Regions from separate parts of the Mus musculus genome. Here region 1 is linked to region 2. A link is a contact called in public Hi-C data. All regions are on one chromosome and are shown on one strand. The core of a region is the stretch at or near the end of the contact, and the rest is flanking DNA. Distances in the headings are between cores, read along the strand shown. Region 1 overlaps Tanc1 (tetratricopeptide repeat, ankyrin repeat and coiled-coil containing 1). Region 2 has its middle 15 kb from the start of Gm39831.

Region 1 (3,661 bases), core at 189-2,688, 140 kb after region 2:
GAGCATCCACTTCTGTGTTTGCTAGGCCCCGGCATAGTCTCACAAGAGACAGCTACATCTGGGTCCTTTCAATAAAATCTTGCTAGTGTATGCAATGGTGTCAGCGTTTGGATGCTGATTATGGGGTGGGTTTTCTGGATTTTTAATGAGATCAAAAGCAGAGTTATAAAACAGAGTGAGGAAAGGTATTTCTACAGGTCAAAAGCAGTACATATATATACTATATATATATGTGTGTGTGTGTATATATAAATATATAATATGTATTATATATATAATATATATTATATATTTAGCTTTGAACATGGCAACTTTGTTGTCTAGGAAAGAATAGTCCATTTAGCCTTTTTCTTTTTTTTCCTTTTTTGGGGTGGGGTGGGGTGGGATGGGGTAGTATGGGTGGAGCAAAGGTCACACTCTGTAACTCAAGCTTAGCCTCAAAGTTATGGCAGGCCTCAGCAACCCCCCTCTCCATGCTGTAGTTATAGTGTTAGCCACTGTACGGGTTGTATATAAGTCTGATACTGTAATTTAAGGAACAGTTTTGCCTTTTTGTTTCTCTCTTGTTTGGTTTTGGTTTTGATACAGGTTGTCAATCCCTAGCCTAGACTGGCCTGAAACTTTTAGGAATTCTGCTGCCTCAGCCACCTGTGGCCAGTAACTATTAGCTTTGGAACTGTCCACGGGACTCCTTTGGCCTTCTTTGCCCACACAGCCGTTGTTATGTCTCTGACTTCAGCTTTTTACCTTAGAGCTAGCGGGCTGCTGTGGGTACAGTGGCTTCAGCTCACCCCAGGTCAGCGTGAGCACTCAGCTAGGATTTTATTTTTCCGCTCCTCCTCCTTCTTTTTTCCTTCTCTTCCTCCTCTTCTTCCCTTTCCTCCTCCTCTTTGTCCTCCTCTTCCTCCTCCCTCTGATTGGATAGATAGATCCAGATCTTGTGACTTACTTGTACCATAGCCAGAGGCCCCTTCGGTGCTTTGCGATGAGTCATTTCCTAATCAGTGCCAAGCCTTGGGCCTGGAGCTCCCTGCCCAGGGGTGGGGACAGCAGGCCTGTCTGCAGCTGGGAGGAAGTCCTTGTTCCAAAAGAGCAGGGCAAGGGTCTTCGGGAGGAATAGGATGAATGGCCTGAACGGTCCTGAGGGTTCTACCCATGGGGGTGGGTAGGGCACACCCTGTGTCCCCTAACCTGCTGTGGCCATGTGGATTCAGAGTGACTGCCAGTGTCTTAGACAAAACCCAAGAGCAAGGTAGCATCTCAGCCCTAGGGGATTTAACAGGTTATCTGGGGAGAGTCCCGGGTTCCTTATCAGAACGGAGGTAGAGGGTGGGCTAGGCCTGTGCGCTGCAGGAGAGGAAGCGGACACAGGGTCAGGGTTGCTAACTAGAGTGACTGGGCCAGGGGCTATTTAAATCTCTAGTGCAGAAGTTCCCACTGGATTGAGCCAGGAAGGGACGGGGTGGGGCCAAGGGTTAAGAGGCTTGGCTGTGGGAAGAGAGGGCTGTGGACACTGAAAACAGCCGACCAGGCCTGGAAATCCTGGCTGCCTGGACCTCAGCTGAGAGGTTCTTAGTGCCTTGGGCAGTCGTTTGGGCCTGCATTGGTTGTAAATGACTGGGGTTTGAGTGAAAGAATCGTATTTAATAAGTTTGAAACAATACCGAGGATGGTGTTTTTTGGATATAGACGCACATGTGGATTTTATTTCCCATTTTGAGATTGGGTCTTAGTAGCCCAGGCTAGACTACGCCAGAGCTCATGACCCTCCTGCCTCAGATTTCTAAGACCCAGGACTATAGTGTGCATTGTAACTCCTTGCTAGTTAATAGCTTTAATTGTTTAGTGCACCCACTCCCACATCCTCAAACTAAGTATGCAGCCTTATCTTACACAACTACCAGGTTAAGCTTATTACAGTAATTTCTTCATTAAACCTAAAACAACTCAGTGGTTTTGAATGCTGTTGCCTATCAAGTAGGTCTGTTCTAATATTTTTGAGCAAGGGAACCCCCCCCCCCCCCAGTGCCTTTATGCACCGTGCTGAATTTATTGCTTGGTTCTCTGTTTCATACAGGTTCCATCCCAAGGTAGTTACTGCTTACCTCACTGATTGCAGAGCCCTACTATGTCAACTCATTTTATTAACCTCAAAGCAGGAGAAATGATAACCTTTACAGAGTATGGAAGACTGTCTTAAAACACACCCATTTAAATGCTGCCTTCCCCAGGAGTTCTGGATGATTGAGTTGACTGAGCCCACAGGCTTTAGCTGTAATTCAGAGAGGAAGGGCGTGGCTTCCACCCCACACTGGAGCCCTGTACTCTGAGAAGCCCGTAATCTGGTGAAGGGGCTTTTACCATCAAAAAGGTAGGTGAGGGCATGACGGCTGTGGTGGGAGCCAGGGGAAGTTCCACATCCAAATGGCAGTGCCGAGTGGTGCGCCCTGACTTCCGAGAAGGGCTGCCGGGGTCCTGGGGGTTACCAGGAGACAGAACATTGAGGTTGGCTGCAGACCCCATTGTGTGTTAGAGAATACTTGGGTCTTAGAGACAGTTCGGCCTCGTCATCTTCGTGCTGCCCAGGGTCATCTTTCTGAGCCGGTCCTCGTGTGTCTTGTCTTGTATTGTTTTGATGTCCCTGGGTGCTTTGGGGAATTGAAAGGCTAAACTGTGTATTTTCTTCTGTCAGACTTTACTTCTCAGGGCTGTCATTGTGCCTTGATCTGACAGTCCCTCCACCCTCTTAATTACCAGTGGCATGGGAAACCAGATCCTCCCTCCTGTGAGAGTTGTATCCCAAAGGAGGTGAATTGGCTGGAAGGCTGGATGTGGGAGGAGGTGGAGGTTGGGACCTCTCTGCTGGACTCCGGTGAGCTTAGTCCCTGGTTGTGACAACTCCAAACGTGTTACTAGGTTCCTAGCTGTCTTCTGGATGAGTTTACAGCTTGTGGCCTGTCAGGCTGCCCTAGTCTTGTCTCACCAACAGTGTTTTCTCACCCGTGCCCAATTCAATTTTATCATGAAAAGGAAAAAAAAGAACATTTTATCGGATGGTGAGGACGTGGATAGAGGGCAGCCCAGGCCTGAGGGAGAGGCCTTTTCTGATAGTCCAGTGTTCTGGAAATCCATGGGACTTTCTGAGCCATGGCATGGACTTTACCATTATGTTTTTAGCAGGTAGAATTAGCAGACCTGAAACCTGCAGTTAGAAATAGCCTTGCATCCTGGGCGCCTGTTGTGTGATGCATAGAGAGGCTGAGATCCAAGGGGCATTTGACCTTAAAGGGGCAGCAGCACTGGAGACCCAGGGAGGATGTCAGAAGATCCAGGAGGAGAAGAGGCAACAGGCCATGAAACCGTCCCCGGGAAGTCGTCTGTGTTAGGGGGAGGCTGAACCGCTCATCCGGAGAACTCACTTCAGGGGAATGGAAGGATTTGTGAGGGAGACGCAGACTCCTGGGTTCCAGCTCCGAGGATTGGCTGTGGGGCCTGAGAATGGCCACATCACTCTGGATACAAGTGAGGAACACTAACAGAAGATGATGACTCAGGCAAAGGTCTCCCACCCCAGGAGAAGGAAATTAGGAAAGAGATAACCAAGTAGAACAGGGTCAGGGGGAAGGTAGAGAGCTAAAGGAACCCTTTAGAGTGACAGCAG
Region 2 (4,115 bases), core at 1,161-3,660:
ACTTTGGTGAGTAGGGAGGAGTTTTCAGGGCAAACAAAATCACTGGCTGGAATTTAAAGAACTGTCAATGCCTCGTATGGAGAGGCATTCCAGAAATCCCAGGTGATGCCGGGCGGGTGGGTTCTTACCAGGATAGAGGAAGTTGAACTTTCAGGTTTGCCAAGGACTAGGTGACATTGCTTAAGTAGGAGATTGGGACCGGGCTCCCCAGATCAGAAGGAGAGGAGGAACTCCCACTGCAAATGAGAGTCCTCCATTTTGCATGGATCTCAGAAGAACTATCTAGGCATGGTAGAATTCGACCTTAGTAGCCAGGTCTTCTTAATGTACTAAAGTTTTGTAAAATGTGCTGGGAAACACACATTAGCCCTTTCACATCCAACTGCAGCAAAAGTAGGGGGTACCACGTGTACCCCACCATTTCCTGTAGGACATACTATAAGTAAAATTTCTTTCCAAACGTTCATCTGACGAAAGGAGACTAGCTGTGTATGGGAGGTCTTGTTTTCAGAGACGTGTGGACAGACCGGAGCTGCTGGAGAGCCTACACTGGGCTTTCTCACTTGACAGCCAGAATGAGGTTGCAGAGAAAACCTGCATTCAACACAAGTGTCTTTTTTAACTCTCCAGAGAAAATGAAGCCAGAAATGAGTTTTGTTTTGTTTTGTTTTAATTTGTTTTCATTTTCCTTATGCCAAGCTAAGTATTCCTGAGAGAAAACAGAGCTTTTCAGGGAGCTGGTCCCCCCCGCTCCACAGATCTAATTCTGAGTGATGACTGGTTTTCCTACCCAGGATCTGAGAGAATTCATGTTGACTCTTAGTTAATCTTCAGTTTTACAACCAGTTCAGCTGCTTTTTCTCTTTAACGACCTAAGTATCTGCTATAAAATTTTCCTTTCAAATAAATTGGAGGTCTGGCTTTATTCTGTCCTGAAGTTTGCAGCTAAATATTTATGTATGTTCTGCGGGAAGACAAGAGACTGTGGGGCCTGTAGTAGAACTTCTCAGGTAATATTGAAATGGCCGTCGGAGTCCCTGACCTGTGGATGCTGTGATCTGCCCCAGTGAAAGAGGTGTTGGTTATCAATTTCACCCTTTTAATTTTCTCTAGTTTTTACTTTGCTAGTCCAGTTTTTACTTTTGCAAGATCTGAGATGGCATTGGATCATGCAGGTGTTGGTAAGGTGAGAGAAACCCTTGAAAGCCTCCGGTGAATGCACCTGAAGTGGCATCTAATTTTCCACCCAAAGGGGCCACACTCACTACCTGAGAAAACCAGGAATGATGCAGAACTCCTGTCGCTCCTTTGGATTCTTTTCCTGCACGCACTCATTTCTATCATGAAGTCCTGGGCCATGGCTGCAGGTTGCTGAGAGCAGATGAAGAAAATTTCTGGGCCTCCTTCACTGTCTCCTTGGAAACTTCAAATTTAGTTTGCTGTGGCTACAACATTCCTCAGGTCGGGCGGTGGTGGCTCACGCCTTTAATCCCAGCACTTGAGAGACAGAGGCAGGCGGATTTTTGAGTTGGAGGCCAGCCTGGTCTACAGAGTGAGTTCCAGGACAGCCAGGGCTACACAGAGAAACCCTGTCTAGTAAAACAAAAACAAACAAACAAAAACAAAAAACAAAACAAGATTCCTCAGGTAACATGCCGAGACCTGCCAGGCCTCCTGAGAAGGAAGACTTCTACTACACCTCAAACCAGGTGTGTACTTCTAGAACATTCTTAGTACCACACACAGACACACAGACACACACACACACACACACACACACACACATTCTCTCTCTCTCTCTCACTCACACACACACACATCATCATCATCAAAACAAACCTCTCTGACTTCAGCTTCTGACCATGAATGTCCTTTTCTGGACTCTGGCTCTTGCCATCCCTGTAATAAGAATCTCTGTGGCTAACCTTGGCCGACCTGCATAATCAGGTATCCATGCATCTCAGGATCTTAAATCAGTCACATGACAACTACCTTGTGTGAGCTAGTTCATTCAGAGACTTCCAAGACCAAAAACAGAGGTGATTCCGTCAAACATAATCAGACCCTGCCAGGTTTTCTCAGCCTAGCCAATCCTGGAGTTCAGTGCCCCGACCCCAGCAGGTTTAAGCCTGGCCAGCTCTTCTAAGGCTCCAGGCTGCAATCAGTCCATGAGCTCCTGCCTGGCTTCACAGCATCGATGCAGCTTGGAGGCCTGAGCATCAGGAAGAGTTTTATAGGTCAGCGCAGGAATTTCAATCTCGGTGTCACGGACACAGTGGGTAAGCACAAAGGGAACACAGTTAAAATGTGCTTATACTTCGGCCAGCCCCCATTCTTTCCAAGGCCTGGCTTCTGAGGGTGTAGCTCCACGGGGGTGGAGCTGGTCCAATTTCATGCAGGACAATTCTGGGAATTCTAGGATGCTTAGCATCCCAGACCTTTGCTCTATAAAGTCTCGCCTCATCCTCCTCCCCACCAACCATTGTGACAATCAAAACAGACTCCCACGCACTTCCTAATGACCACTAGCAGGGCGGCATTGCCAAAAACCTCAGGCAGGACGATGCTTATCTGTGTAGTTGAAGGTCCTCAGGGAGAAACTGTTTCTTAGAACACAAACAAACACTTGGTCAGGTTTTAAATGCTGGGTCCCAAGTAAAACCCTAAACTCTGAGGGCTAAGGTGGCTCCTGGGGAGGTTTGTGGTGGGGGAAAAGGAGCTGTCAACTTCTCCATGATCCCCACTGCCAGCTTGATGACCTCAGTGAGAGTTCAAGGCCAGCCTGGACTACTTGAAACTGCACTTCAAAACAAAAACAAAACAAAAGCCAAGAGGTGCTCCCCACTCTTCTTGCTGATGGGTTGATGCTACGTTTCGATATGGTTTGTCCATTCTGAAACTCCTGTTGGAAATTTGGCTGCTACTGTGGGTGTCTCAGAAGGTGAAGGCTTTGATGCAATAGTTAGAGGAGAATTACAGCCTTTCCTGAGGGACTGAGTGTACGTTTGAGTGAGAAAGTTGTGATAAAGTGTACCCACACCCCGTGTTCCATCTCTTACACAGATTGCCCTTCGGTTCTCTGCTGTGTTCTGACCCACACACGTGGTCATGGATTCCAGAGTCACGAACTATACCCACCGCTACACTTTTTAAGTTACAAGGTCTCAGATGTTTTCTCATAGCAACAGGAAATGGTATATGATTGCGTGTAACTGATTTATCTTCTCTGATGGGGTTTTGTGGGGTTTTTTTAGAGCTTCCTCCATGGGAATCTTTGTCACAACTCACAGTACCTAAGAATGCTTTACATGGCCTGAGGTCATGGCCCCGCATCCCTATATCCTTGGCAATGTACATGTATGTCCTATGTACATACAGAGAGGATAAATATGTCTTTCCATGGAAAAGAGGGCAAAATCTGGAAGTCCATTTTTGTTCCATAGATGGTGTCCACGGCCTAACTTTGAAATATTATGCCTATCGCAGCTCAACACGGAGCTGAGCCTTCCATTGCAATATCCTGCTATGGTTACAGATTCAGAGAGCATTTCCAGGGCAAACAATGTAAGAGATGATGCTCAAGTGCTAAGAATCGCTGAGTCCCTGAGTTTTAGGTTTGTTTGTTTTGTTTTGTTTTGTTTTGTTTTTCTTTTATAACCCTGGCTGTCTCTGAACTTGATCTGTAGACCTGGCTGGCCTTAAACTCAGAGATTACCCCTGCCTATGCCTCCCAAGTGCTTGGATCAAAGGCATACACCATCACCACCCAGCAGGTTTTCATAGCTTTGACAAGAGTATTTAACTCGTGTGTGTGTGTGTGTGTGTGTGTGTGTGTGTGTTCGTCCCAATCTGTTTTCAAGCTGAATATTGGAGATAGTTCTTCAGATTCCCTTGCGCAGTAGAGCAGTTAACAAGGACTTTTTCTCCCAGTCAAAACTCTGGGAAGCTAGGCATGGCAGTACATGACCATAGTCCCAGCATTCAGGAGGCTGAGGCAGGAGGGTCATGACTTTAATTCCAGCCATGGTGACACAGTGATGCCCTATCTCAAAAGTAACATAATATAAATGGGTTCCTTTCTTCACAACTTAATGTCTTAAAGGCCAGAAGCCTGC

Evidence for each region. A called contact is a pair of places that touch in the nucleus more often than the background predicts.
Region 1: a contact with region 2 is called in a Hi-C map of uterus. The contact joins two enhancer-like sites. A contact is called at or near these places in 6 of 484 Hi-C or Micro-C datasets (the N1E-115 cell line, embryonic fibroblasts, embryonic stem cells and 2 more), 3 of 115 datasets of contacts at active chromatin or transcription factors (embryonic stem cells and intestinal villus epithelium) and 1 of 9 other capture datasets (embryonic trunk).

What each region holds. Positions count from the first base shown.
Region 1 is chr2:59,669,508-59,673,168 of GRCm38.p6, forward strand. The region is part of intron 2 of Tanc1 (tetratricopeptide repeat, ankyrin repeat and coiled-coil containing 1); the gene reads left to right. Among named protein-coding and RNA genes, the nearest start is that of Tanc1, 59 kb to the left of the region's middle. Within about 2 kb of position 1,439, at least 189 of the 459 cell types and tissues checked have an H3K27ac peak or open chromatin away from gene starts, as enhancers often do. A contact at or near this core is called in uterus, where this site is marked.
Region 2 is chr2:59,524,686-59,528,800 of GRCm38.p6, forward strand. No RefSeq gene overlaps it. Among named protein-coding and RNA genes, the nearest start is that of Gm39831, 15 kb to the left of the region's middle. Within about 2 kb of position 2,411, at least 15 of the 459 cell types and tissues checked have an H3K27ac peak or open chromatin away from gene starts, as enhancers often do. A contact at or near this core is called in uterus, where this site is marked.